2 separate regions of the Sus scrofa genome follow, and region 2 is linked to region 1. The links are chromatin contacts, called in public HiChIP or PLAC-seq maps. All regions are on one chromosome and are shown on one strand. The core of a region is the stretch at or near the end of the contact, and the rest is flanking DNA. Distances in the headings are between cores, read along the strand shown.

Region 1 (3,051 bases), core at 232-2,731:
CTCAGTGGGTTAAGGATCCAGCATTGCCCCAAGCTGTGGTGTAGGTTGCATATGTGGCTCAGATCTGGCATTGCTGTGGCTGTGGCATAGGCCAGCAGCTGCAGCTCCAATTTGACACCTAGCCTAGGAACTTCCATATGCCATGGGTGTGACCCTAAAAAGAAAGAAACAAACCAAAAAAACAAACAAACCCTGAGGAGGGGATGGTGGGAACACTTAGTTAGATAGACATTTGTCAAAAGTACAGGTGACAACTGGGACTTGGTGCTTGAAGTGGGGGGTAGTCCTATGGGACTGAGCACTTGAGGGGTCTCTGCTAACACCAGGCAGTTAGTGTCAGGACTGAGTTAAATTGTAGGATACCCAATGAATGTGTGCCAAGAAGTGGAGTATTCTCAGTGTGGAAAAACACACGCTTCTTGGTATCAGAAATGTTCTGTGGGTAGAGAGGAAATAGCAGTTTTCCCTTAGCTGGTGTGCCTTTTAATGGTGTACAAAACACAGCCCCTGCTTCTAGAAGGGAGATTATCATTTCCATACAGCATACACTATCAGCATCCCAAGGTCAGGCACTAGAAAGACTTATCTGCCACTGAATCCTCCGCACCAGCCAGCAGGGTGCATGGCAGTGAACCTGTGAAACATGTAGAATGAATGACTACAAGTCCAGTGTTGCCTCGCTGACAAAAGGGTACCCTTGCAGCTTCATTTGGTTTATGCTACACCATCGCCTGCCCAAGCTGCTCTCAGGAAAAACAGAACCAGTGTATTTTCAGATCTTGAGAACGGTCATCCAGAATCCATACCTTATGAAAGAGTGAGGATATTTGGGTTGAGTAATGGTACACTTGGTTTGCAAATAACACATGTTCGTTTTCATGTTGCTGAAGCCTCCTCGCTAGGAAACAAAACACTTGTAATTTAATATGTAATGTTCTCAGAGTCTGAGTCCAAACCACCTCAAGCTGTGAACGCCTTGGCTCTGAAGAGCCAGTCAGGGTCAGGGCAGGGCAGTACTTGGCCTGATGCCCCTCCAGAATAAACCAAACAGCTACAGGAAGTGGTTTCCATGATTCAGTAGGTGGCATACTTCCTTTTGAGTCAGAACTGAATCACGGCTCTGAGAGGCAAAAAAGACTTATTTCTTTATCCCATACTTTTTCCCTATTCCCAATAGTAAATTTATCACAGTCGGTCATACGATATATCCTGTTTAGTTTAATGTGTTTCACTGAAAAGAAAGAAAACAAAACAAAACAAATCATCTCTGAGGAAGCAAGAAGGGAGTGAGAAACCTGGCAGATTATAATGAATCCAAGCATTTATTATTGTATGCCATATTCTCCGAGGAGATTGGAAGAAAAGCCATCATCCGATTTAACCAGGTTTTCTTGACACGAATCTGACCCATTTCCAGTGGAAGCAATTAGATCACACTTACATAAACCGTGTTGCTTTAAATGGCCTTGCTTGCCTCTTCACTGACTGACCCTGGCTTACTCCCTGGCACGTCTCTTGGAAGGCTCTTCTCTGTGCTGTCCCAGGCATGGTCCTTGTTCAGCTGTGGGTGAAATGATCCTGTTCTGAATGTACTGAATGCTGCTGGCAATGCTGTAAATTGTTTTGGGGCTTAAGGAAAAACCCCATAGATATCAACAAGTCATAAAAACGGACATGTTTTCCCCTTATCTCTTTCCCAGTGTGTCTTTTATTCTTCAATATTAAAATTTCTATGAATGTAAATGTATTTATCCATATTTTCATCTGATGAACTATATTTTACTCTATGATCATTGCTTCCTTCTACTCCTATTTGTTCCAACTGCTTTCATGTTTCAGAGCAAAGATTCAGAAATGTATGCTATACATCCTATATATATCACTCTTAGAAGACTGATAATCAGATTGGAATCAGAAATCTTATTGCCATGTTAATATTCCACAGCTCCTTCTGTGAACTAGTCCAACAGTTTAAAGAACAAAAGATTCAAATGATATATATCTGTGTTCAAATTCACACAAAAAGTTAAAGAGCTGTGTGACCTGAGATAAGTCTCTTAACCTCTCTGAGCCATAATTTCCTCGGTCTATTGTATGGGACACTCTTACTCCAAGAAATAAATAAAGCTTTTACACAGCGCCCAGGATAGCACCTAGCTCATATTTGGCGTTTAAAATAAGGTAGTGCCCTTTCCCTTTATTTACAGTACATTTCCATCAAGAGGTCAGAACAGCTTTTGGACACAACAACTACATGGGTACACTGTCTTGTCCTTCCCAAAGACGTCAGTCACATCCAGCAACTTTAGCACTTTCATCAACAGCACCTGCAGCACATGTGATACCAAATGGTATCCTTAATGGAGTGGCAGAAAAGCCAGCCAGGAAGCAGACTTGAAAGCCAAAGCCAGCGCTTCTGGGCAGGACAGTTGTGGCGGATAGATGACAGCCAACCATGAAGAGAGTCCTCATCTGACACACTGAAGGAAGCACCTAGAGGATGGGCAAGGAAAAGAACCTTTCACAGTATTCACAGCCAGACAGAGCAGCCACGAGGACCCAGGTCAAACAGGGCAACGGCTGGCTGGCAGACAGGTGGAAATGCAAACACACTCTTAGATTTGAAAAGCCCTTCTAAAACATCCATCCTCCTGTATGCCTTTGAAGCCTCCCACATCCCTTCAATTCCTCCCAGAAAGCCAGACCCAAAGGATGATGGCTTTTAGAAAAGAGTAGAGGTGCCCTCCCCCACCCCAAATTCAGGTCTGAAATATCATCTTGTACTTACCTGTCTTGGAGCCATTACCTCACCTATTGCAGTTATCTGTCTCTTCCACTAGACTATTAGCCTCTCAAAACAAGGAATGTGTTTCCTTTATCCTTTAACCAGCCCTTACCTGTAGGTCAGTGCCTAACCCATAACAGGTGCTCAACCAGTGTTTGCTGACTTGACAGAAATACCAGAAAGACTGTGAGAAAACTGGAAACAGAAATTGATGGCCTCTGGGGCCAAGGTACTATTGCAGGATCTGCTGGATGGGCTCCTTTTTG
Region 2 (3,051 bases), core at 166-2,665, 48 kb after region 1:
ACCATTTAAACAATAGATTGGAAATCTCAGGACCCCTTCTCCCTTTGACAACCCTTTATCTCCCTTTTATAACCAAAAATCAAATCCAAATGAGCCGAATACTTTTCAATTCCTTTTGACTGGCTTAGGTTTCATTGAATGCAGTTCCAAAGTTAGGCATGATGCTCAGAAAAAAAAAAATTGACTTTAAATGGCTTCTAAAACCGATTTGAAACATATCATAATGATTGGTATTGTCCTTTAAAATAGAGAAGGCTTGATGTAAATTTCTAAAGGAACTGGAAAGAATAGGGAAAAAACACGTGGGGTGTTCATACCATATGTCAAAATAAGCCACAGAAACCCTTTATCAAAGAACAACAATCAATTCTCTAAAGTCTTTGAGTGTCAATATTAAAAATGAAGTACACCCATTAACCCACTTAAAAATGTTATTTCATTTCTTCATTGAGGCTTAATTTTTAAGATCTAAGGTTCCACAGAACAAGGAAAAAATCTAATATTGGACTGCAGCTTTTAGCAATTCATTTGAAAACGTATCAGTAAAATTACTGCCTCGGATTTAAGCAGAATTTATAAGGTGGAAATAGACTGCAAGCGCGTATGGCACAGATCAAGCCGGGTATAGAGGTAGTTGAATAAGTGCAGTTTGCAGTCACTTTGCAGATGCCTGCATGCATTATGGCTTAACACACGATGAAAGTCAAGGAGAATTCAAATCTTGGCTAACTTTGCTAACATTTATCAAACTGCTATATTTTATGCTAGGAGTAACATTACATTAATTCAGAGAAATTGAACAGATACTTTCCCAAAGAAAATAGGTGTAATAATTTCTGAATAATGTAAAAACTTACCTCTTTCGTGTCCAATTAAGATGTCTTTATGATTGAAATATTCTACTTCTTCAGTGTAATTCTGTGTGTAGGCAGTATTGGAGCCGGCGTTTCTCGATTCGGTCCAGCGTACTTTCGCATGTCCTCTTGCATGAATTTTAAGAGATTTTACTCTGATTTCCCCAGTAACTTCTAAATTCACCCTTCCTGAGACTGTATCCCCACTGGAATACACAGGGACATTGCTGTCATTAAGACAGTCAAAGCTTATTGTCAAACTCTTTACCTTTCCCAGCACCATGTTTGTAACAAAATCTATAAAAAATATAATGTAAGACAAAAAAAAGTCAAGAACACATATAAAATGTGATCTTCACTTAACACTGATCGATGTCTTTGCCGTGCAAAAAGCTTACAGGCAGGATCAGTGATTCTTTACAAACAGTTCATTGAGATTTCTTAAAAAGTCAAGGCAGCAGAGAGGCTGCTGCTCCTCGCTCCTGCTAGTCTCAGTGGTCTCCTTACAAAGACGGGCGGCTGGAACCTGCCAGCTCACTTTAAGAGCAGCTTTGTGAAAAACAACCCCAGGGCGCATGCGCACGCCGCGGCTGCTGTCGCCCTCCCTGCGCGCCCCCTCCCGCGCCGGGCTCGCTCCCTGGCTCGCTCGCTCGCGGGTACAGTAGGTGTACAACCAAGGAAGACGGCAGTGGGGCTGCCGGGAGGCCGAACCTGACTTCTCTTCATTGTGGGTTCCTATTGGTAGGCAGGCTACCGTAAACCCTCGACGTGCTATCTGGAGTCCCTTATCGAGCATACTCCGGCAGAAAGATAATGGCCGAGGGGGCACTGGGGGACAAGGTTGGGTGGGGAACTGTTTGCAAAGCCAAGTAAAGACAAACTGATGAGTGACCAAGCCGGGAGAGTGCGTTACCGGCGCTGTAGGGGTTTGCCCATTCCCCGGAGGGAAGGAAGCAAAAGTGATGTGTGTAGAGAGATGGGGGAAGGGAAGAAACCGGTTGGGCAAGGGCTGCTGAGCATAATCTAATGAATTTCAAAAGAAAATGTAATAAAAACTAGAGAAGCAATGATATTCACGGACAAGAGCATTCTTGGCCTGCACTGTTTGTTTGTTTATTTAAACCAGTGCTTTGTAGGCAGTGAAGAAATGAGCTCTGTGGAGGCCAAATCCAGACTAAAAGAGAATACTACACGGAGCAAGGAAGAGAAGCAAAAAAATGTACTCAGTATGTTTTGCTTTCTCTTCTCTTAATTCGATAGCAATGAAAAGCAACCAGGTTGTTTGCATGATGACATCAGGGGAAAAAAGGTTTGACCACTTCCTCGAAGAAAGAAAAAAGTCCTTTTTTGAGATACCACCTACAGCTAGATTTGCAGGGTATGACATGATTACAACTCCTGTGTCCAAAGGATTAAGAATAGAGTTCGGCCTAAAAAGTACTACCTTATAAAAGGCTGCATCACTGCGTTTTAGCTGACGTAATGTTTACAACAGGATTGAAAAATTTTTGTTAGAAGTTAGTGAGGCGCAGAAGATGGTTCTTTAAGAGAGAATTTGTTATATAAATAGGGCTTAATTCTGTAAAGTTTTAATTTTAACTTTCAGCCTTGGACTGTTCAACCCAGTAATTCTCATAATACATCTATCTTAAGGACAGATACATTTGTCTCTTTATTGTGAACGTTTTGATAGCAAATAACAATGCTTTCATAAAAATCACTGGGATTCAAGGCATAACAGCATAAACCTATATAGATTTTTTGCATTCAACAAAATTGCTTATAGAAGAGAAATATAGGAAGAAAAAATAGTACTCTGGAACTGTATGTGTGTGTGTGTGCGTGTGTGTATATATATATATATATAAGCAAATACACTTTGGAAGATTTTTGGCTGTCCATGTCTAAGCCATTTTAGTTTCTTTGTGCAGTATATTTGGGTAGGTTGAACCAGTGTGTCACAGCACACTAAGCTCATTGGTCTTGCTGGGTTTGTTTGTTTTTTGGGAGGGGGGAGAAACTAAATTTTATTTAGTTGGATCTTAGTTGAAAAGGCAGTATCTTGGAGTCAAGAGCTTTATACAGATTATAAATATGCAGACTATTTAGACAGTTAATTGGCAGGATATTTATCTCTTGATGGAGCTTAGATGGTTGTGTTTAAAACTATGAATCAGAGTGGAAGGAATAGACTCCC

The links. HiChIP or PLAC-seq counts read pairs in DNA pulled down with a chosen protein or histone mark.
Region 2: a contact with region 1 is called in an H3K27ac HiChIP or PLAC-seq map of skeletal muscle. The contact joins the promoter of ARRDC3 here to the enhancer-like site in region 1. A contact is called at or near these places in 1 of 5 promoter capture datasets (fetal liver), 13 of 47 Hi-C or Micro-C datasets (adipocytes, alveolar macrophages, embryonic fibroblasts and 9 more) and 2 of 2 datasets of contacts at active chromatin or transcription factors (alveolar macrophages and skeletal muscle).

The regions. Positions count from the first base shown.
Region 1 is chr2:98,395,085-98,398,135 of Sscrofa11.1, forward strand. No RefSeq gene overlaps it. Among named protein-coding and RNA genes, the nearest start is that of ARRDC3, 48 kb to the right of the region's middle. Within about 2 kb of position 1,482, at least 34 of the 83 cell types and tissues checked have an H3K27ac peak or open chromatin away from gene starts, as enhancers often do. A contact at or near this core is called in alveolar macrophages, embryonic fibroblasts, fetal liver and 5 more, where this site is marked.
Region 2 is chr2:98,443,295-98,446,345 of Sscrofa11.1, forward strand. It overlaps ARRDC3 (arrestin domain-containing protein 3), which reads right to left and starts at 1,416. Exons shown (of 8, transcript XM_003123783.6): 1 at 858-1,416. The coding sequence starts at 1,137.